7 separate regions of the Mus musculus genome follow, and regions 1, 2, 3, 4, 5 and 7 are each linked to region 6. Evidence: chromatin contacts called from public HiCAR-type, HiChIP or PLAC-seq and promoter capture Hi-C data. All regions are on one chromosome and are shown on one strand. Each heading gives the region's core, a stretch centred on a gene start, on an enhancer-like site or on the middle of the called end of the contact. The rest is flanking DNA. Distances are from core to core; before and after follow the strand shown. Region 1 overlaps Klhl2 (kelch-like 2, Mayven). Region 2 overlaps Cpe (carboxypeptidase E). Region 3 holds the start of Cpe (carboxypeptidase E). Region 4 holds the start of Msmo1 (methylsterol monoxygenase 1). Region 5 overlaps Klhl2 (kelch-like 2, Mayven). Region 6 holds the start of Tma16 (translation machinery associated 16). Region 7 overlaps Klhl2 (kelch-like 2, Mayven).

The links. Promoter capture Hi-C pulls out the DNA fragments that hold promoters and counts their contacts. HiCAR-type assays count read pairs that join an accessible place to other places. HiChIP or PLAC-seq counts read pairs in DNA pulled down with a chosen protein or histone mark.
Region 1: a promoter capture Hi-C map of 3T3-L1-derived adipocytes shows a contact between it and region 6, with 7 times the contacts expected there. The contact joins the enhancer-like site here to the promoter of Tma16 in region 6. A contact is called at or near these places in 5 of 39 promoter capture datasets (3T3-L1-derived adipocytes, embryonic stem cells, hippocampal neurons and 2 more) and 3 of 115 datasets of contacts at active chromatin or transcription factors (astrocytes, bone marrow-derived dendritic cells and large pre-B cells).
Region 2: a contact with region 6 is called in a promoter capture Hi-C map of hippocampal neurons, with 3 times the contacts expected there. The contact joins the enhancer-like site here to the promoter of Tma16 in region 6. A contact is called at or near these places in 4 of 39 promoter capture datasets (hippocampal neurons, liver, pre-B cells and 1 more), 1 of 15 datasets of contacts at CTCF or cohesin (large pre-B cells), 2 of 484 Hi-C or Micro-C datasets (B cells and pre-B cells) and 3 of 115 datasets of contacts at active chromatin or transcription factors (astrocytes, embryonic stem cells and forebrain).
Region 3: a contact with region 6 is called in a HiCAR-type map of astrocytes, with 5 times the contacts expected there. The contact joins the promoter of Cpe here to the promoter of Tma16 in region 6. A contact is called at or near these places in 6 of 39 promoter capture datasets (the 3T3-L1 cell line, embryonic stem cells, liver and 2 more) and 1 of 115 datasets of contacts at active chromatin or transcription factors (astrocytes).
Region 4: a contact with region 6 is called in a promoter capture Hi-C map of pre-B cells. The contact joins the promoter of Msmo1 here to the promoter of Tma16 in region 6. A contact is called at or near these places in 12 of 39 promoter capture datasets (the 3T3-L1 cell line, 3T3-L1-derived adipocytes, the C10 cell line and 6 more), 4 of 484 Hi-C or Micro-C datasets (the Ba/F3 cell line, bone marrow-derived macrophages, embryonic stem cells and 1 more), 11 of 115 datasets of contacts at active chromatin or transcription factors (astrocytes, bone marrow-derived dendritic cells, embryonic hindbrain and 6 more) and 4 of 9 other capture datasets (bone marrow-derived macrophages, embryonic stem cells, liver and 1 more).
Region 5: a contact with region 6 is called in a promoter capture Hi-C map of liver, with 3 times the contacts expected there. The contact joins the enhancer-like site here to the promoter of Tma16 in region 6. A contact is called at or near these places in 8 of 39 promoter capture datasets (the 3T3-L1 cell line, the C10 cell line, the HPC-7 cell line and 5 more) and 3 of 115 datasets of contacts at active chromatin or transcription factors (bone marrow-derived dendritic cells, embryonic stem cells and large pre-B cells).
Region 7: an H3K27ac HiChIP or PLAC-seq map of embryonic stem cells shows a contact between it and region 6, with 16 times the contacts expected there. The contact joins the enhancer-like site here to the promoter of Tma16 in region 6. A contact is called at or near these places in 7 of 39 promoter capture datasets (the HPC-7 cell line, embryonic stem cells, hippocampal neurons and 2 more), 1 of 484 Hi-C or Micro-C datasets (cortical glia), 8 of 115 datasets of contacts at active chromatin or transcription factors (the NIH/3T3 cell line, astrocytes, bone marrow-derived dendritic cells and 5 more) and 1 of 9 other capture datasets (pancreatic islet).

Annotation. Positions count from the first base shown.
Region 1 is chr8:64,765,715-64,768,610 of GRCm38.p6, reverse strand. The region is part of intron 5 of Klhl2 (kelch-like 2, Mayven); the gene reads left to right. Among named protein-coding and RNA genes, the nearest start is that of Gm46040, 8.3 kb to the left of the region's middle. Within about 2 kb of position 1,375, at least 26 of the 459 cell types and tissues checked have an H3K27ac peak or open chromatin away from gene starts, as enhancers often do. A contact at or near this core is called in 3T3-L1-derived adipocytes, where this site is marked.
Region 2 is chr8:64,623,646-64,626,345 of GRCm38.p6, reverse strand. The region is part of intron 1 of Cpe (carboxypeptidase E); the gene reads left to right. Among named protein-coding and RNA genes, the nearest start is that of Cpe, 68 kb to the left of the region's middle. Within about 2 kb of position 1,440, at least 31 of the 459 cell types and tissues checked have an H3K27ac peak or open chromatin away from gene starts, as enhancers often do. A contact at or near this core is called in hippocampal neurons, where this site is marked.
Region 3 is chr8:64,691,681-64,694,380 of GRCm38.p6, reverse strand. It overlaps Cpe (carboxypeptidase E), which reads left to right and starts at 1,272. Exons shown (of 9, transcript NM_013494.4): 1 at 1,272-1,738. The coding sequence starts at 1,432.
Region 4 is chr8:64,731,836-64,734,880 of GRCm38.p6, reverse strand. It overlaps Msmo1 (methylsterol monoxygenase 1), which reads left to right and starts at 1,303. Exons shown (of 6, transcript NM_025436.3): 1 at 1,303-1,373.
Region 5 is chr8:64,789,151-64,791,996 of GRCm38.p6, reverse strand. The region is part of intron 4 of Klhl2 (kelch-like 2, Mayven); the gene reads left to right. The region is part of intron 3 of Gm46040 (a long non-coding RNA gene); the gene reads right to left. Among named protein-coding and RNA genes, the nearest start is that of Gm46040, 15 kb to the right of the region's middle. Within about 2 kb of position 1,281, at least 16 of the 459 cell types and tissues checked have an H3K27ac peak or open chromatin away from gene starts, as enhancers often do. A contact at or near this core is called in liver, where this site is marked.
Region 6 is chr8:66,485,275-66,488,321 of GRCm38.p6, reverse strand. Tma16 (translation machinery associated 16) reads left to right here and starts at 1,792. Exons shown (of 7, transcript NM_025465.3): 1 at 1,792-1,910. The coding sequence starts at 1,908.
Region 7 is chr8:64,833,066-64,835,972 of GRCm38.p6, reverse strand. It overlaps Klhl2 (kelch-like 2, Mayven), which reads left to right. Exons shown (of 15, transcript NM_178633.3): 2 at 1,405-1,530. Among named protein-coding and RNA genes, the nearest start is that of Klhl2, 15 kb to the left of the region's middle. Within about 2 kb of position 1,467, at least 25 of the 459 cell types and tissues checked have an H3K27ac peak or open chromatin away from gene starts, as enhancers often do. A contact at or near this core is called in the HPC-7 cell line and embryonic stem cells, where this site is marked.

The sequences.
Region 1 (2,896 bases), core at 126-2,625, 1.7 Mb after region 6:
ACACGCGCGCGCGCACACAGAGGGATTGAACTTAGCTCAGCAGCCTGGATGGCAAAGGCCTTTCTCCCTGTGCTGCCTGTATCTCCCCTTTATTAGATCTCACTACTAAGCAATATTTCTGTCTTTCTTAATATTCAAGAAACCATATTTGTTGCTGCTGCTTTGTGGTTTTTGTTTTATTTCCCCCTTTCTTTAGGCACCCTGAGACTGTAGCTCAGGCTGGCCTGCAACCCACAGAGATTGTCCTGCCTCAGTCTTTCAAGTGCTTGGATTGTAGGCACAAGCCTTAGACCTGGCTAAGGAAAAACTAATGTTTGGTAAGATGGCTTAGCAGGCAAGGATGCTGACCCCAGTCTCATCCCTTGTACCCACACAGGAAAGGATAGAAGCAACTCATGCAAGTTAAAGTAGCCCCCCAGCTGCACACATGTGTGTGTACACACACACACTCACACACCACATGTACACACAGCCATACACCCCCACACACATACATATTATATATACACATATGATACATACACACGCCCCCCCCCCATACACACACAAGTAAATGGATAATTTTTTTTAAAAAGAAAAGCCTTCAGCTCTATCTATCTATCTATTGCATAAATGTCTGGTGAGATCAGAGAACTAGAGGATGGTGGTTTTAGATGTAGAAAGGATCATAGTCTGTTCTTTAACCCCAGTCCCCACTGGGTGAGTGTTCCATACAACCATCCTCTAAACACTAAGACACATACCTACCCACCATTACAGAATAGTTGCCCTGTTCTGAAAATCCCCCATTCAACCCCCACTGTTCCCGTATCAGACATGGGCACTACTGATCTCTTACTCTCTCTCTAGTTTTGCCATTTCTAGAAGATCTTCTTGTAAGTGTACAGTTTTATAGCTGTTCAGATTGCCTTCCTTTGTTTAGTAATACATACTTAAGAGTCGTTTATGTCTTATGTTTCTCTAGCTGAGTAACAGTCTTTTGACTGAGCCAGGCCTGGTGATGCATGCCTGTGATCGCAGCTACGTGGGAAATGCAAACTCAGGTCCAGCCTGGGCTACAAAGTGAATTCAAGGCTGTTCTGGGCAACTTAGTGAGAGGCTGTGTGAAAATAAAAAGTGGAAAGTGGGCCGGGGATATGGCTGTTATTCTTCAGGAGTCCTGCATATCTTCTTGTCTCCATTTCTCTAGCACTGAGGACCACAGCCAACACCACACCTGGGGATTGAACCCATGCCTAAGCACTGTATCAGTTGTGCTCCCGCCCCCCACCCCCAACTCCCAGGGTGGCTTTACTAGGAAATCGGAACGTTACGTAAGTGGTTTGGCAGGAGGGCAGCATCTTGCAAGGTCTGTCCTCTTCTGACTGTCTGTTCTAACTGGCCGGCTGCCACGGTTTGTAGGTAAGAGTTAGGATCTTGTAGGTTCAGTTCAGGTCCTGTAGTTCTGCGTTGGGCTTGGTTTGAAGAAGACGTTGTCGCTTGATTGGTTTTTTCCCTGAGCCACCTTGGTTTTATTTTGGTTAACTATGATAGAAATGATTCCATTTTGTATGATACACTTTTTATAACTACTGTAAATCTTTGTTTTTTTAGTTTAAAAATTTTAATTAGTGTACAAAGTAACCCATTTCGTTGTCAATTTCATAGTTCTAGCTTTGCCTGACTCCTCCCACTGCCAGTGCCTTTGCCCATTTCTTTCCCAACTCTGCTGCATCTTTCCACCACACCCATCCCTTTCAATTTCATAGCTCATGTATTTAATTACTCTTTCTGCCTCTTTCCACTATCTCCTGGCTCCTTGCAGTTTTTTCTTGGTGTTTACTCCTATTAATATTGTGTGTGTGTGTGTGTGTGAGAGAGAGAGAGAGAGAGAGAGAGAGAGATCCTGGGTGATTGCACTTAATAGAATGCACTTATTTTTAGGGCTAAATATAAAGGTATGGGGAAAAGCAACCCTTGTTCATTGTTAGTGGGTGTATATACTAGCAGCCACTGTGCAGATCAGTATAAAGGCTTCTCAAGAATAGCCCTTCCGTGTGACCCGCTGTACCACTCCTGGGCATGTTCTCAGAGGACTCCATGCCTTACCAGAGGTGCTGCTCGTCTGTGTTCAACGCTGCTCTTTTCAGAATAGCCAGGAATGGAATCAGCCTGGATACCCATCAGCTTAGAAATATTGAAAAACTTAGAAATATTGAAAATGTGGTTCATGTACACAGGGGAGGTTTATTCGGCGGCTGTCAATCACTGTGTGTGGGCTTTTATTACAGTACTATGGGGGCTCGCTCTGCCATGGACATATAGGGTGTCAGTTCTCTCCAGCTAGCTGGCCTGGGAGCCTTTGGGTGATTCTCCTGTGTCCACCTCCCATGGTGCCTTGGGTTTCCTGCTGTCACAGATGTGGGTTCTGGAGACCAGCGTCTGACCTCAGACTTGCGTGGCCACGGCTGCTTCTACCTGATGTCCCACGGGTTTGTTTTTTGTTTTTCTTTTCCCTTTCTGGAGGCAGAGTGACAAGAGCTCCTGTCACCCGTCTCTCATTTTCTCAGTGTTTTCAGGTTTTTGTTTGGAGACCAGGTCTGTGTAGCCTCTGTGGCCTGAATTTCGTGTTGTTCTAACAGATGTGTGGATCTGTAGGATGGTGTCGTTGGTGATGGGACAAGATGACAGGTGTCTTTTGATGTGCTTGTTTTCCACCTTTATGTAATCGTTGAGGAAGTGTTTATTCAGATCTCTCGCCCATTTGAAAAAATGGGACTATTTTTCTTGTTGAGATTTAAGAGTTCCATGTTTTACATAACAGTCTTTTGTAAGTTAAATGTTTTATAGAGTTTTCTCTTGAAAATTATGACATCTTTTTATTTCATAACACAAAGATCTAATGTTAATGAAGTGC
Region 2 (2,700 bases), core at 191-2,690, 1.9 Mb after region 6:
CGAAGACTGCTTTCTTATAGAACCCAGAACCACTAGCCCAGGGATGACACCACCAACAATGGTCTTAGTCCTCCCCACTTGATCATTACTTGAGAAAATGCCTTACAGCTAGATCTCTTGGGGACATTTGCTCAACTGAGTCTCCTTCCTTTGATGGCTCTAGCTTGTGTCAAGTTGACACACAAAAGTACACTTGTGTTACTTGTGTTAATGACAGTGCCAATCTTATCAGGTAGATTAGTTATTCCATGCTACATACGACAAAAGAAACTTGATATTTTTTAGATAATTAATAGAGAACCGTATTAAATAGGATTCTCTATGTATGATGACTGCCTTTTAATAACATCTCAATGGAGGACTATTGCCTTGTGAAAAAACTTCAATACTGATAGCTTAATAAGAACTGTGAGGTACACGAAGCTTAAGAAGAAGGAAGACCAAAGTGTGGGTGCTTTGGTCCTTCTTAGAAAGGGGAACAAATTACTCATGGGAGCAAATATGGAGAGAAAGTGCAGAGCAGAGACTGAAGAAAAGGCCATCCAGACATTGTCCCACCTGGGGATTCATACCAGATACTGTCACCAAACTCTGACACTACTGTGGATGCCAAGAAGTGCTTGCTGATAGGAGCCTGATATAGCTGTCTCCTGAGAGCTCTGCCAGAGCCTGACATATACAGAGGCAGGTTCTCTCAGCCAACCATTGGACTGAGCGCGGGGTCCCCAATGGAAGAGTTAGAGAAAGGACTGTAGAAGCTGAAGGGGTTTCCAACCCCATAGGAAGAACAATAATATCAACTAACCAGGACCCTCCCACCCCCAGAGCTCCCAGGGACTAAGCCACCAACCCAGGAGTACGCATGGCTCCAGGTATATATATAGCAGAGGATGGTCTTGTCATGCATCAATGGGAGGAGAGGTCCTTGGTCCTATGAAGGCTCCATAGATGCACCAGTGTAGGGGAATCGAGTTGGGAAGGCAGCAGTGGTTTGTGGATGGAGGAACACCGTCATAGAAGCACGGGAAGGGAGATAGGATAGGGGGTTTCCAGGAGGGGGGAAACCGGGAAAGGGGTTAGATAACACTTGAAATGTAAATACATTTTAAAAAAGGAACTGTGTGGTAATTGATGGGGTACGGAAGCCAAGCTTTCTGAGCACCCGTGTGCAATCTACCTGCTCCCGTGCTAATCTTCAATTGCCAACCCTGGAACTTGGCATTTGTTACCCAACGATGAAATGAATTCGATAGTGAGCGAGGAAATTGTGCTTTGTGATGCTCTTGGCTTTCCAGTTGCTAGGAGAGGGACAAGGGAGCGCATGTGCATGTGCATCATCAGTTACATCCACGAGGCGAGCCGCACCTGGCAGCTTCAGCCCTTGAGAACCTGGGCCTCGTTCTTTCCCTGAATACACCATAAACAGGAAGACAAATGCCACCACCTGTCCCTCAGCTCCCCTCAGCTCCCAGATAAATTGAAGCCAGGCTGGCAGTGGGAGGACCATTCATTCCCACTGAAAGTCTTCAACGGAGTCTCTGTTTTGGGATTAAGGGTTCTGAAAGCAGTTTCTTCAGAATCTGTTGCCGAGCCTCTACAAACAAAGTAACAATTAGAGAACTCTTGCCTGGCAAGACTGTGGTGGCCATGGAGATTAATCTCCTTCTTGGGAAATCAGCTGTTCGCAACCCTGCTGCCCCCGCTCCTGAAGAGGACTTTCCACTAGGACAGCAAGCTACGGAGGCTTCTAAATATTCTCCATGGGGTGCAGAGTTCCTTTAGGAACCTCGAGTTCCCCTGAGGATTTCACTTACTCCCTTTCACTGTGGGATGGGATTTGGATGTTTAGGACTCACTCAAGGTTTCCCTGGATTACTATTTATTAGGGTCTTTTCACATTACAGGTTCCCTGCACAGTATGGCTGCCATTTCACCTCTAATAGAACTTGCAGGCTTCGTGTGGGAGGGGAGGGGATCTCATCACAGTGATTAATATATAATTCCAAATTGAGGTGCAAAGGCCTCGCAGCTTGTGTTACTAGGTGGTGTGTTGATGGTTATTTGCGATTAGAAGAATGTGAAGATAAAAAAAAAAGTTTGCTCTCGTGTTAATCTGAACATTCTGGGCGGTAGCCCTTTGGCTGTAGGGAGTATGATTGAAAGAGAAAAGGCTGCAGCTCTGAAACTTTTGGGTTGGTCAAATCTAGGCCATGTAGAGAATTTTGGTATATGCACTAGGAGAAAATGGGTAGTTATTGATAGGATCTTGAGAGAGTTGTGATTTTTAAAGATAACTTGGGTACAGCAAGATGTCCCAGCAGGTAAAGCATCTGCTTCACAAACTTGAAGACCCGAGTTCAATCCCTGGACCCACGTGAAGGCTCCATAGAGTGGTCCTCTGACACCCACACATCTCCTGTGTCCCTCGAACATCATACACATAAGGGCATATGCACAGCAATAATAACAATGGAAAGCTATTTCTTAACAAAAGGTTCACTCTGGCTTTAGGTGGGATCAGAGCTGGGGGGAGGCCTATGAGGTGCAGGAGATAGTGTGGTTTAGAATCTTGAAGCAGGGTCATGGTCATGGTGTGGCCAACAGTCCCACATTGTTACTTCATCCCTGAGAGCATTCATGCACACAGCTGTGTCCTCACACCCCGTGTTCCTAGAGCTTAGGAATTCTTATTTGCTATTT
Region 3 (2,700 bases), core at 23-2,522, 1.8 Mb after region 6:
TGCCTTAGTTATAGCACTCTGGTTGGTTAGGATTTCTCAGGGGTGGGAATGGGGTGGGTGAGGTGTGGGCGGCCATGTCTGTCACAGGTCAGCTTTCGGAGACAGGGGGACTTCTGAGAGCCACAGAGGCCATATGACGACCTGTTGTCTTGCTAATATCACTTTCTAAGCAGCTGGACTCCCTTTGTCCTCTAGCTGCTCCTGAGACCAAGGAGTCAGTAGGAGAAGGCACTTCCACTGTTTCAAACTTCAGTTAAAACAACAACAACAACAACAAACCAACAACAAACCTAATGAAACTATTATAGACCTGGATTCCTTTCCTTTCCAGGTGACAGATTTATTCAGGACAGGGTATTATTAGACAGCAGAGAAAGAGGCATCCGAGGGAAAATGTCCCTCATGAAACATTCCCCAGCTGGTCTTCATTCAGTCTTTCTTTTTGGTGGTCATACTCAATGATCACGTGTTCAGATCCGTGCTGATGTTACACCCAAATGGCAACCTTTGTAGAGTAACATCTGCTGCAGATGTTGCTCCAAAAACACAAGCCCTGCCCAAGGGTGCTCATTTAAGCCCATGATTTTATCCGTTTGCAGTCACTTTGTGAAAGGGATGACAATATATATCATTTGTCTGTATCGGATTTTTCTCTATTTCAGGATTGAATCAGAATGCCAAACGAAATCCTTTGTCTAATTCATGAGCAGAGTCTTTTTTTTTTTTTCCAGGATATCACAGAAGATGAGTGGTATAGGTCCTGCTTGTAAAGGACACCGTCTTATCCCATTTCTTTTTTTTTTTTCCCCCTAGAAAGGTTTTGGAGTGTGTCTGAATACAATTAAATGCAGGATCTGTAAATTGGTAGAAAGCACCTTTAAATCAAAACACAGTGTTCTGGCTTCTAGCCAGACCTTGCTGTAGATGAAATCGCATCCCTTAAGTTTCCACTATTGCAGTGATGTCCAGGCAAGCAGCGGGTTGTTTCTTACCCCCACCCCGCATTCTGATGCATCTAGGTGGAAATCAAAAGGCCCTGTTAACAACCCAAGAATGTGTTTTCTACAAGGATGATCTTGGGTCGTGGTTCCCTCTCATTAACAATAGCCTTCCTAAGTCAAGGTCTTAGCTGTCATTCCACCTGCGTGGTCCCTGGCGCCATTTGGCTTTTGACGTGGGTCTGAACCAAGAAATAAACCCAACATCCCTGGCGGCTGCTTCGCCTGTGCCTAGCCTCCTGGCTCCCGCTCCCCGGGGCGGGTAGTGCAGCGCGCAGAGCCGTCGCGTCGCCGCTGTCCTCTGGGTGGCCCCAGAGCGCACCGTTCATTGAGCGGTGGAAGGTGAGGCGAGAGGAGGCTGGTGCTGAGCTCGCCAACTCCACCCGGGCCCGGGCAGACAAAAGAGGCCGGCAGTGCAGCTCGCGGGGACGCGATGGCCGGGCGCGGAGGACGGGTGCTGCTGGCGCTGTGTGCCGCGCTGGTGGCCGGCGGGTGGCTGCTGACGGCTGAAGCCCAGGAGCCCGGGGCGCCAGCGGCTGGCATGAGGCGCCGCCGGCGGCTCCAGCAAGAGGACGGCATCTCCTTCGAGTACCACCGCTATCCAGAGCTGCGCGAGGCGCTGGTGTCCGTATGGCTGCAGTGCACCGCCATCAGCAGAATCTACACAGTGGGGCGCAGCTTCGAGGGCCGGGAGCTCCTGGTCATCGAGCTGTCTGACAACCCCGGGGTCCATGAGCCGGGTAAGTGCTCTGCCCGCTGCAGGGGCTCCGGGGACGGGAAGAAGGAGAGGTGGGCCCCAAGTTGCTTCCCGGTGGAGGATGCCTGGATGGAAGGTGGAAAGTGGGAAGGAAACGAGCACCAGCCTCTCCCTATCGTTCGCATCTCCGACCCGTTTTTTTTTGTTTTTTTGTTTTTTTTTTTTTTTTTTTTGTGAACATAGGCTAGAGGGGGGCTGGAGGCACGGGGACAGGAATAACAGGCAAGCAAATCCCAGAGCTGAGTCCCCGGTGCTCACCGTCACAGATGGGTCAAACTCTAAACAGAATAAAATTGTGAGTTCTCAGGAAGGCAAACACCTTCCCCTCAGACACGAGTGAAAAATAAGGTGCAGAAGGAGAGGAGCCAGGAAGGAGGTCTCAGAGGAGCCAGGAAAGAGGCTTTTATCATTTGAGAATTTCCAAAGGACCAGCTTATTGGGTGCTGCAGCTCTTCCTACCTTCCTCTGTGTTTGTGTGAGCGTTAGGTGCACTCTCTGGGGATGCTGGCGAATTTTAAAAAGGATATTGATGATCTAGATGTCGTGTGGTGTGCATATATGTAGATCTTCCTACCAGGATAGAAAAAGATGGTTTCTAACAGGCATACAGATTCTGAAACCATGCATGGCCTTACTAAGGGAAAACAACAGTACCCCCCCACCCCCACCCCTCCCCGCGTGCTTTAACCACTCTGAGATGACTAGTTCACGATTGATCACGTTTTATCTCCTGCAGTCATCTTGTTAGGCATTTTCCGTCAGAGTATGTTCAAGCACGTTTTGATTTGTATTAAAGGCTTAGTATTAAAAAGATATTTTAAGCAATGTTTTGGGATCTTTTTTGGGTTATGTTTATGCTCTTCAGAAAGAATTTGGTCCTGGCCTTTCTGTTGGTAATGAAGGCCTGGTTAAAGCGCCGGAATCAGTATGGAATGCTTTTGATTT
Region 4 (3,045 bases), core at 54-2,553, 1.8 Mb after region 6:
GCTCAGTCAGCACAAGCCTGAGCGTATGAGGTTAACCCTCAGCAGCACAAAGCAGAAGGAAGCACAAACTCCCCTTGTGAACACACACTCACAGACAGACACTAAATGAGATAAAAAGAATAGAACTTTGAAAAAAGCTTCACTTATTAAAGTACGTGGGGGGCAAGATGGATGATCCAAGGCCTGAGGACTAGAGGTCAAGGCCGTCCTTAGGTTACGTATCCAGCTCAAAGGCCAGACTATAACTCGAGACCTGTCTTAAGGAAGATCGAAATCTAATACACAAAATTGTCCATTACATATAAATTGTCAGGTTACCTTAATATCATTTTCATATTTATGTCTCAAAAATATTATTAACATGAAAATTTAATTCCTAGTTTTATTAATCTGATTACAATAAATATTAGAAAGTGATTTTTTTAAAAACTCCAGGGTAGCCTAAAAAAAATCCAACTTACATCACTGATTTTGTTTTTATTATTTTATATTATTTGAAAATGTCATCCATCTATACAGTTTATCTTGACCATATTTTCCCCTCATTCCCCAACTATAACTCCCTCAAGCCCCATCATACCTATCTGTCTATCTCTCTGTCTCTCTAGCTTTCTGTGTCTCTGGCTCTGTGAGTGTAAGAAAAAGGATACATTAATAAATTTGAAGAATAAATTTAGTATGTAAAAATTAATTATTTATAATGGAATTCAAACTATTATAACTAAACTATATGATATGTGGACCAGTTTAAAGTGAAAATAAATGTAGTATTCATACTAGTATAAATAATAAGAAATAAGTGTCATTTTCAAAAAAAAAAGAAAGATCGAAATCCAGAATAAACTACAGGAAAGCAAGACCAAAAACTCAAATCAGTCTTTAAAACATATATACCACTTTTTTCCCCGGGTTCTGGATGAAGCCAAGCCAATGTGAGTAGCAAGATGCTACAACCCAGCGCACCCACAGCACTGGGCGCCTAGGAACCCACCGCTTGGTTGCCAAGGCGACGCCGGGTCCGCGCGGCTGCCCCGCCCCGTCACGCCGTCACGCGCTCGCGCGGCGCCCCGCCTCCAGCTGCGCTGCCGCGCGGACGACTGGCTGGCCGCGCGGGTCTCACTATTCTCACTCCATCCGCGCAGCCAATGACTGGCGCCGCTAGGGCTTCGTTGACTTGAGTCACACGCTGCCGGGCCTTAGCACGGACCAATCACTGCACGGCGAAGGCAGGGCGGGAGTGGGGCGGACCAATTACGACAGGCGAGCCGGGGCCCGGCCTCCGGGCCCTGCCCCTGAGCCGGCAGAGGTAGTGAGGAGGCCGCTGCACCTGCCAGGACTTGCGCTTAGACCGCTGTCTGTCGCGGGGACGCCAGGTAAGGCGCTCTCTAGCCTGATCCGGGTGGAGGGCGACTGAGACGGGGACCAGCAGGGTGGTGTCCGGCTGAGGCCGGTAAGGATGCGGTGGGAAGAACCTGGGTGGGCTGTGCGAGACTCCAGGCAAGGAGCCTAGGTTCTCAAGTGATGCAACTGGAATGACAACACTTCCTGCCCTTTAAAGAGTTTGCAATCACCTGGAGTCTGGTTCATTGACTTGAGTCTTAAAAACTTTTTACAAAAACACCATCACCAAGTGGGGGAGTAGGGTGTGTTCTGTGTTTGTGGATCTAGGAAGCTGTCCCAGAGGTATTGTAGGATGTGGCTCCATGTGAGAGAGGGGTGCATGGACGAGAGGTCTGGGCTTCACATTAGGAGAATTACCCGCGCTTGAACCATGAAGGTTTAAACTTATGTTTAAATGGATCCTGACCCTGTGCCTAAGGCTTCTCTAAGCTGCAGTGCCGAAAGAGGGGCTGGGATCGTCAGCCAGGAGTTAAGTTATCCTACGAATACATTTTTTTTTTCATCCTTTTTATTTTTTGAAATCCGAGGATCTAGTCTACCTGATTCAGATCGAATTTCCAGGCAAGCAGGCTGCTCAAAACTGAAAAGGCAGGATATTCATTTCAGCAAAGCCTGCTTTCCCCTCTCCTGTCTGATCACTTTATCTGACACTTTGTTTAAAACTACATGCCCTGTTTTCCTCTCCTCATTACGGAGCGTGAACTTGAGGTAACTGAACGCTGTCTCAGCATTGTGTGGAAGTTGGGAGACTTAGTCGAGGATGCCGAGTTAGAGACTAGAACAGCTCTTTTGGAGGTGATGAAGTTTCTCAAGTTAGGCATTAAAGCGTGTTTGCGATGGGCACCTGAGGCACTGTAGGATGCATTCAAGTTTGATCCAGGCCAGCAGCCTTTTGGGTAATCAGAATCTAAATCAGGATAAGAGTTACAGATGATGGGTATCAACCAGCATTCCATGAGACTAGGAAAAATGTCAAATGGAGAAATGTCAAATCTTGATGGTTGCTGAGTGTGTGGGCGAACACTGGTAATCTCAGCAGGGTATCAGGAGTTCAAGGTCGTCCTTAGTTTCATAGTTTTAAGCCCAACTTAAGACACAGATCTTGAGACACAGAGAGACAGGCAGAGAGAGAGAGAGAGAGAGAGAGAGAGAGAGAGAGAGAGAGAGAGAGAGAGAGAGAGAGAGAGGAGAGAGAGGAGAGAGAGAGAGAGACAGACAGACCTGGGGCACTTTGTGAAATTTTTTTTAAGAGTAAGTTGAGCATACGGATAGAAATAGAAAACGATGGGGAGTGAGAACATACCGCCAGTGTGAGCAGCCTTTTCAGGGGGCCTGGGTAAGCTGTACTCCTCCACTCCCCATCCGTGCAACTTTGTACTGTTATTCATTTATCCTAAGCCTCAGCTCATCATTTGAAAACCAAGGATCATAGAAGTTCCTCTATTTCACAGCGAGGCAAGGGTTTAGCTTAAAATGACAGCATATACTGGGTATGCAGAAGGTGCTCAATAATTGTTAGCTTATTTTAGATGCTGTGTGCCAGGTCTTATGTTCAGTGCTTAACATGATATTTATTGAGGTTTCCTGACAAATTATTATTATAGTATTATTATTAATATTATTGTCTTTTTTTTTTTTGAGACA
Region 5 (2,846 bases), core at 32-2,531, 1.7 Mb after region 6:
TGATGTGAGTTCTGGGGGATGAACTCAGCCCTGATGTTTACCAGGCAAGAACTTTACCAGCCCTGAAAACAGTTCTTCAAGGGTTAGGATTATATTGTATGTGTGTGTGTATCTGTGTACCTGTTTTGAGTCAGAATTGTTTCTAAGGATATAAAACAACAAAAAAGATTAGCTCTCGCCAAAACTTACAAGATTCCTGTTAGAAAAAACTGTGTGTGATTTAGAAAGGAGATGCAGCCAGGCATGGTGGTGCAGGTTTGCACCAGCACCCAGAGGGCGTGGCTAGGCAGATCCCTGAGGAGAAGCCTCCTGGCTTTGTACACACTGAGTTCTAGGCAATCCAGCACTACATGTGGAACTCAGGTGTTCCAAAAAGAAAGAAAAAGGAGGAGGAGGAAGATGGGGAGGGAGAGGAAGAGGAGAGGGAGGAAGAGGGGGAGGGGGAAAGGGAGAAGGAAGAGAATGCAGGTGTAGGAGAAAGGTCAAGGAGAAGGGGAAGAGAAGGAAGATCAGGAAGGGAAAAGGGCAAATGTAATAAAGCAATCAGTGCCCCCAAGGAACTCTCTGAATTACTTCCCCCAGTGTAGAGAATGATTGCCACAGAGCGAGGCCATGGAGATAAATTATTCTGACAATTATATTTGGCATTTAATTTGGCAGTTGTTATCCACAGTTCTAAAGGTGCTGGCGCTCCACCTTTGAGAGCTAAGGGTATCCTTAGTTCTTCATCTGCAGACACATCTTACCAGTGCCCTTAGAGCAACTTGACATGCCTTTTTAAGATTTTAATGTTTTAAAGGCAACTTTTGAGGTCTCCTGAGGGTACATACTGCTTTCTACTTCCCATCTTAGACACTGAATTAGTTTTTCAGCTTGTCAGTCTCATTGAACCGGTCTCATGTTGTTGGTGTATTGGTGGCAGGCTGGCTTTGAACTCGCCATGTAGTTTAAGGTAACCTTTAACCTCTCACTCTCCTGCTCCTTCTCCCTAAGTGATGTGCACCACGTCACCCAGTTTTATGTGGTGCTGGGGATCAAACTCCAAGCCTTTACGAACAGCTACATTTAAAGCCGTAAATTATACTCTTGGAAAGGTGGACAGGAACTTAGTGGTAGTCTACTTTTCAGTCATTTGAGAGATTCTAAATATACAGAAAGAAAGACTTTTGAAGGATCTAATGCAGACATAGAAGGCAGATTTGATTGTGGGGGCACACAGCTGTGTTCCTAGTGTGCTGGAAGCAGAGGCCAGAGGCAGAGGCTCAGTGTTGGCAGACAGCATGACCCTGTCTCAAAAACAAAAGCAATATAAACAAACAAACCAAAGCAAGGCACATGGAGCTTTAGAGGCTTTTTCAATATTTGTTTCCAGGTAAGACCTTGGACTGTTGTTACTCAGGCCAATCTCAAACATGTGAACCTCCTGTTTCAGCTCCCGAGAGCTAGGATTATCAATGTTTACATTTTCTCCTTTGTAGTGAGAATGTATGGAGGCAGCGCTAATGTCAATGAGACAAAAGTACAGCAATTTCCAAAGGGATAATAGGATAAGAGACTTGTTTTACAGCAAGAGGCTGCCTGGATTCCATATCTCAGCCGCTTGATCAAGAGCATTGAGTGAGTTTTTACAACGTTCTGGACAGCGGAATGTTTTACAAATGAGAAAATTGTGGCACAGGAGGACTCAGGTTTTCCAGGACCACATAGCTGCTGTGGAATGATTCTAGATTCAAGGCCAAAGTGCTCTGGGTAAACTGTGGCCTGGTGTCCATTCTGTATTCTTCTCAGCTCACGTTCCTGAAGCTTTTAGCAACAGTGTGACAATCTGGTGTTAATATCTACACCTCCTCACTCACAGCCTCAATCTGTCCATGGGGTTTGAAGACCTCTTGGAAGGCAGTAGTACTGGGGTGAATGGAGAGCTGTGCGTGTCCCCACTAGATCGATGGAAGACAATAAAATATATTAACACAATCCCTGTTAGCATTGGAACTCCAGGGTGGCTGGCGGTTTTGTCTCTTCGTTTCATTTCTGTATCTCTAGAATCTAGATTACAAGTTAGTACAGAGGAGGTGGGTATCCATTACGAATTTGTTAAATGAATAATAAGTCATTATTAAGTGAATAAATGCTCAGAGTTCTTGAGAGTGAATGGAAGTTAAGCCACCAAGTCACCCTCACCCCATGAAATGGAAGAAGCCTGGACTGAAGCATCCCCCAGTCCCCGGCTATGACCCTGGGCAGGACTCCTGCCTGGCAGAACCCTGCAGAGTGAGAAGGTGGGACAGGAGAAGGAGCCTGGTTAGAGGTTGTGGTGGGAGGGGGCTTATGGGTAATGATGGGTTTCGTTTTAAGAATATTTGGCCAGGAAAGGAAGTCTAACTGACATGAAACAACCTCATCCTGTGAATGAAGAGAGCGGATCCTAGTGCTTCTTTGTCGTGAGATTGAATTCCCTGTGCCAGGAAACAGAAAAACCTTGGATTAGAGGCAGTGCTAGTGATCGAGGGCCAGGCTCTGTGTAAAGTGGTGAATATGTTTTCAGCAATGCTGCAAGCAAGGTAGTTGTTGTCTGCATTGTGTAGTTGTTGTCTGCATTGTGTGTTTGGGCCACTATCAGGGAAGTCTTAGGTTACAAAAGATGGAAATAGCAGCTATAAAAAGGATACTTGGGGTGGGGAGGGGCTCTCAGACGGCCTGATGACTACTCTGCCACTCAGGTTTTCTTCCCAGTTCCTGATTATACCACTGCGAAGTCCATCAGCCACTGGCATATTCTGTTAAAGAGTCTGTCTCTCTTAAAACTTTAATTGTCTCTGGCAAAACTTGGTCTGGAGGTGTTTGTA
Region 6 (3,047 bases), core at 543-3,042:
GCACGCCTTTAATCCCAGCACTTGAGAGGCAGAGGTAGGAGGATCTCTGAGTTCAAGGCCAGCCTGGTCTACAAAGTGAGTTCCAGGACAGCCAGGGCTACACAGAGAAACCCTGTCTCAGAAAAAAAAAAAAAAAAAAAAAAAAAGTTTGGTAGAATTCAGCCATGAGTCCATCTGATTCTAGACATTTCTTTGGATGAGACTTTTAATTATTGCTTTTAATCTTATTACATATAATGAACACATTTACTGTATTATATTTTCAGGGATCTTGGTGTGTCATACATGTTTAGAAATACATCAAATACTTTGATGTTTATCAGCATTTTGAAATAAAATTTTCCAAGTATTCTATAGATTATCTGAATTTCACTGGAGTCTGTTGTTACAATTCCTGCTTTCACCTTTACTTTTATTAATTTGGGATTTCTTTTGCTAGTTTGGCTAGGGGTTTAATCAGTCTTGTTATTGATGTGTTTATAAAAAGATAAAGGGGGGATATATTCTGTGGAGGTGTAGTCAGGCATGGGGAAGGGGATGCCTCCGTGGGCCCACAGCCCTTCCCCCTGAGGGACCACGCCAGGTAACTGGGGGGGCAGAACCTACCTGGCTGTTGCCAGATAACTGTGTTGTGGAGCTTAGACAAAATACTAACAGTTGTCCTTTAACAAAAACGATTGCTTTAGCTATTCCTATGTATTGAGGGTTTTTTTGGTCTCTATTTCATTAGGTCCCGCTTTAATAGTGATCGATTGATGAATTTATTTATTTATCCAGTGATTGGGTTTGGGAGTGACTTCTTATTTCTAGAACCTTAAGATGAATTATTACTTCACTTGGAAACTCTCATTTTGCTTTATTGTAAATACTCACTTTCCTGTTAGGATGCTTTAGCTAGCTCGTAGAGTGCCTATGATTTTCATTTGTTTCTAAGAATTTTCTCCTTGATTTCTTCAGTGACCCACTGTACATTTAAAATTGTACCATTACGTGTCCAAGTATTTGTTTTAAGTCCTGTAGTTTCTCTTGCTGTTGGATTCTAGTTTTATTTCAGAGTTGTCTGATAGGGTCCAAGGAATCCATTCATTGTCATCCTCTTCCTCGCCCCCCCTTTCTCCCATATCCCTCTCCTAACACTCCCCCATACATCTCCTCTTCTCCCATCCCTTCTCCTCCTGATCCTTCATCTCCTCCCCTTTTTTGTGTATGTTAAATCCACTTAGTCTATGGTAATAATTTATATTATAATAGTATTTGAAATACTAACTTCTTTATGTCCCACTACAGATAGAAATTATACAAAAAAGAAAGTAGGGAAACTGTCAAAGTACCTTCAATGCGTAGCATGTACTAGGCATTTGATTAATAATTACTACGTAAGACTTTCTATCAAATTTTACCATGCTGTTCAAAAACGGAATAACAAGGCCGGAGAGACAGGCTTTAGATATAGAAAGAAAATGGTAGAGAAAATCAAAGGAAAAGTGAAGGCTGAATTTACACCATTCTGGGAGATGGGCACCTCTAGGTGAGGTAATGCTATCTCCTAACAAGTTGCTCGCCCATGGAGAGCTGCCTTCTGGCCGATACTCAAGGCCGGCCTTTCAGTCAGAAACAGAAGACAGACAGACTTCTGTTCTCTGAGCTCGACTCTCTCTCTCTCTCTACTCTCCCCGCCTTTGTGTGGCTCCCGGGCTGTAAAACAAGGCGGGCGGAAAAACATTACGTCTCAGTTTCTAGGGACGCTTTAGAGAAAGCACCAGCTCCTCCCCTTCCTGTCCGCCCCTATTTGTTTCCCCCGGGGCCCACGTGTGTTAGGGAAGAAGCGGACTTGAGAGCGGCTGCGCTGCCCTCTGTGAAATTGTCGCATCGGGACATCGCCCGGCCTCGGTGGCCAAGACATCGCCATGGTGAGCGGCCCCTTAGGTTCTCCGGGAGGCTCTGGTCGGGCGGCCGGGGAGTACAAGCTCGGACCCGGGAGAAGCCGGGACTCGGAGTGGCTGCGTGGGGCGGTGGTGGGCCCCCGGTGCTGCCCCAGGATCGGAGTGCTCCAGCGCGTTCTCAACTCGCTCTGGGTGGCGTTGTCCACGTCTCCCGGTTTCTCATTTTCCTGAGGGCCTTAACTAATACCGCTTTGTGGATCCACCCACCTCTGCCCTGGGGCAAGTGCAGGTCTCCCCTGCCCAGGGTCACAGCCACCCACGAGGTGCATCGGCCCGCAGCCCTTCTGTTCTGACTTTAGTCCTGCCTCTACAACTCCCATTCCTACCGGGCAACAATGCTGTTTTGTTTGCATTTTAAGACAGTAGTTAAGAGTGTTATAAACGGTTTATGTATAGCGATATAAAGAGCTCATTCACAGTATCCGAATTTATGTTTTTTTTTTTTTTCTTTCGAGACAGGGTTTCTCTGTATAGCCCTGGCTGTCCTGGAACTCACTTTGTAGACCAGGCTGGCCTCAAAGTCAGAAATCCGCCTGCCTCTGCCTCCCAAGTGCTGGGAATAAAGGGGTGCGCCACCACCGCCTGGCCGAATTTATGTTTATAACTGATTTTATGTACGTGTGGATATCGGAGAACAATTTGTGAGAATCTGTTTTCGCCATGTGTATGTTTGATGTTTAATCTCGTTTCTCATTTGCCCCACTATCCTCCATGTGTGTGTTCTTACGGCTTTAAGATTATTATTTTTTTATTCATAGCCAACCTCAGATGGGTTTCAGACTTAGACGTGCCTTCTCTCATCAGATTAATGAAAAAATGACCAATGTCTAAGAGAATTGTGTGAATGAGGAATTGATGAACATTTTAATTATTTGGAGAGTTTTTTTGAGATTATTTCGAGCTTTGTCTTAGCAAAGGAAAAGGGAAGGAAAGAATTACAGACAGAGATAACAAGTGTAGTCTCAAGTTGCAGTGTGGTTTATTCTGGAATAGTGATCTTCAGTAAGAATGGGGAGAAGGAGCTGTGTGAAGGAAATGCTGGAGAAGAAAGTTGGAAGAGATGGCTTTCTGTGCTAAAGCTTAGAACCAAGCTGATCTCTTTCA
Region 7 (2,907 bases), core at 218-2,717, 1.7 Mb after region 6:
TGACGGAAGAGGGTGTCAGATCCCCTGGAACTGAAGTTACAGCTGTTTAAGAACCAGTATGTGTGTTCTGGGACCTGAACTCACGCCCTCTGCAAGAACAACATGTGCTCTTAAACTCCAAGCTGTCTCTCCAGCCCGTTTTTTTTTTTTTTTTTGGACCCCATTTTTTGAAGTATAATTTATATTCTGTAAAATACATGTAATCCAATGATTTGTAGTAAATGTCCTGAGTTATGCATGTGTCACTTTGCAAATTCCCCTTGCGTCCATATAGTTAGCAGTTCTTGGCTCTCACATCACATTCCTAATTCTGACAAATTCTATGCCTCCACCTCTCAAAGGAACAGTTCATATCCAATACTTAAAGTCTTGTGTTCTTAAACACCATAAGTATAGGGGCTGGAGACTTGGCTCAGCAGCTAAGAGTGTGTGCTGCCCTGGCAGAGGACTGGAGTTGGGTTCCCAGTCCCTATCCTGGTGGCTGACAACTCTCAGTGACTCTAGAGAAGAGGCAATGCCCTCTTCTTGCTTCCATGGACTGCCCCCCAACATACAGATATATATTCATATCCATAAAAAGAAAACAAAGCTTTTCTTTAAAAAAAAAAAAAAAAAGAAAAATGGTCCATCTGAACATGGTTAACCTCTTTGACGCTGGAAGTGGTAGAGAGCAGTCAGGTCGGCTGTGCCTTGATACGCAATGTGCCACTCATTGCCTCCTTCCCACCTCAGTCTCTTCATCTGTGAAATGGGCTAATTATGGTAATTAGCTTACAGAGTTGTTGTGACAATTATAAATAATGAGAGCGTACCATTATCTGCAGAAGCTGCCGCTGTGTGTCCTGAACTTCAGTTAATATGATGAATCTCTTTCTAGTGTAGGCCCAAAATCCATGGGCTGAGTATCTTTGCAAAGAGAGCATGTTTAAATCAGGTTCTGCATCTGAAGTTTGCTTAAAGTAGTTTGCAAACAAACACCCTCCCTCTCCCCCTCTCTCCCCTCCCCGCTCTGTATAACATGTATGCATGGGTATGACTGTACTTTGATTATAAAAGCAAGTTGATTTCCAGCAGAGATCTTTTGCAGCATCTTTATTATTTAGAGAGCTCGCTCTGTTAAGCCATTTTCCCTGAATCTTCATCGTTTATATTTGACAGGTCTTTGACACCAGGGAGATAATTACCCACTTTTTTTTTTTTTTTTTTTTTTGTAGAAACCACAGTGTCTGTAGGAAAGTGCTCCGAGTTGAGTTGCATCTTACTCTCGCTTGGAGGACTGCCGCCTTCTAAATGAGCGGGGGAGGGTGGCAGGCATTCGGTTGGTCTGTAGCTTGACAAGCCGGAACTGAATTATCCTTTAATGAGAGCGTTGTCTTCCCTTTTTGTTCTTTTCTCTGTGTACAGATGCACAAAGCAGGGTCATCAGAAGCCCCTCGATTCAAAAGACGAGAATCCTGAGAAACATTGCCCACTGACGGTGAACCCCTGGCACATGAAGAAAGCCTTTAAAGTCATGAACGAACTCAGAAGGTAACGTCACTCTAATGCACACGCACCCATTAGTCTTCCTTTTATTTCTCTTTGTCCATAGGGGCCCCTCCCCTCCCCCATTGTTGCTCGAACACAGGGAACATCAAAAGCTTTTCTGCGAGGTTTTTAGGAGAAGCGAGGCCATCAGAAGCGAAGCGCAGGTGCTAGAGAGCTCCTCCGTCCAGCAGCGGCTGGTCAAGCCCGGCGAGTGAGTTCAGGCTTTCTCTAAGAAAAGTCTACTGTGGCTTTCCAGGGACGTCGTTCATTTCTCTTTCTTTCCTTTGAGAGAAGGTCCTGTGTATTCCTGGGTGAGGATGACCTTGAACTCCTGACCCTCCCTTTGCTGTCCAAGTACTGGATGACAGGCGTGTTCTACCACTGTGCTTCTGCTAATAAAATAGGTTTTTAATCTAAAACATACAGATTGTATGTTAAACATATCAGATATTCTGCCTATTCATTTGTTCATTTGTGTGTGTGTGTATGTGTATGTGTGTTATGTGTGACACGCACACGGTGTACATGTGTGGGCACATGTGACAGTTAAGGAAAGCCTGTGGGAATCACTTCTCTTCTACCACTATGTTCGGGTATTTGAACTCACGTCTTCAGCTTTGATGGCAAATGCTTTTATCCTCTGAGCCTGGGGACTCAGGGATTTAAATGGAATATTGTATTGAAATTAATCTTGTTTATTTTTAACTTTTCAATGTGACTACTGAAAAATCGTTACTTGCATTGTATTTCCATTCATTAATGCCGAGGACAGGCTTCTAATTCCAGCCATAAAGAATGCGGAGAGATACTTTTAGACAGGGAAACATGTAACTTGTTTTGGTGGTGACATTTGTGGTTGTTGGGGACAGTACCTGCCTGTTGCTAAGGTGATTCTCATGCATGTTAAGGGTCATTGTCACACACTGAGCCTTCCTGTGACACACTTGAAGTCCTAGCACTCAACAGGCTGAGGCCGGAAGAGCTCACGTTCAGGCCAGCGTCGACTATATAAAGAGATCTGGTTTAAAAGCTTTGGGGACGCACGCCTTTAATCCCAGCACTCAGGAGGCAGAGGCAGGTGAATTTCTGAGTTCGAGGCCAGCCTGGTCTACAAAGTGAGTTCCAGGACAGCCAGGGATGCACAGAGAAACCCTGTCTCGAAAAACTAAAAAAAAAAAAAAAAGCTTTGGGGATAAGGGTGACACTAAAAGCTGATTAAATAGGGTCTGGAGAGATTGCTCAGCAGTTAAAAGCTCTGGATGCTCTTGCAGAAGACCCAGGTTTTGTTCCCAGCACTAACATAAAAGGCCGGCTTTCAACCTTTTTGGGCGTCAGACATGCAAAGCCAAACCAACTGGCTTTTAGCAGGCACTCCTCCCC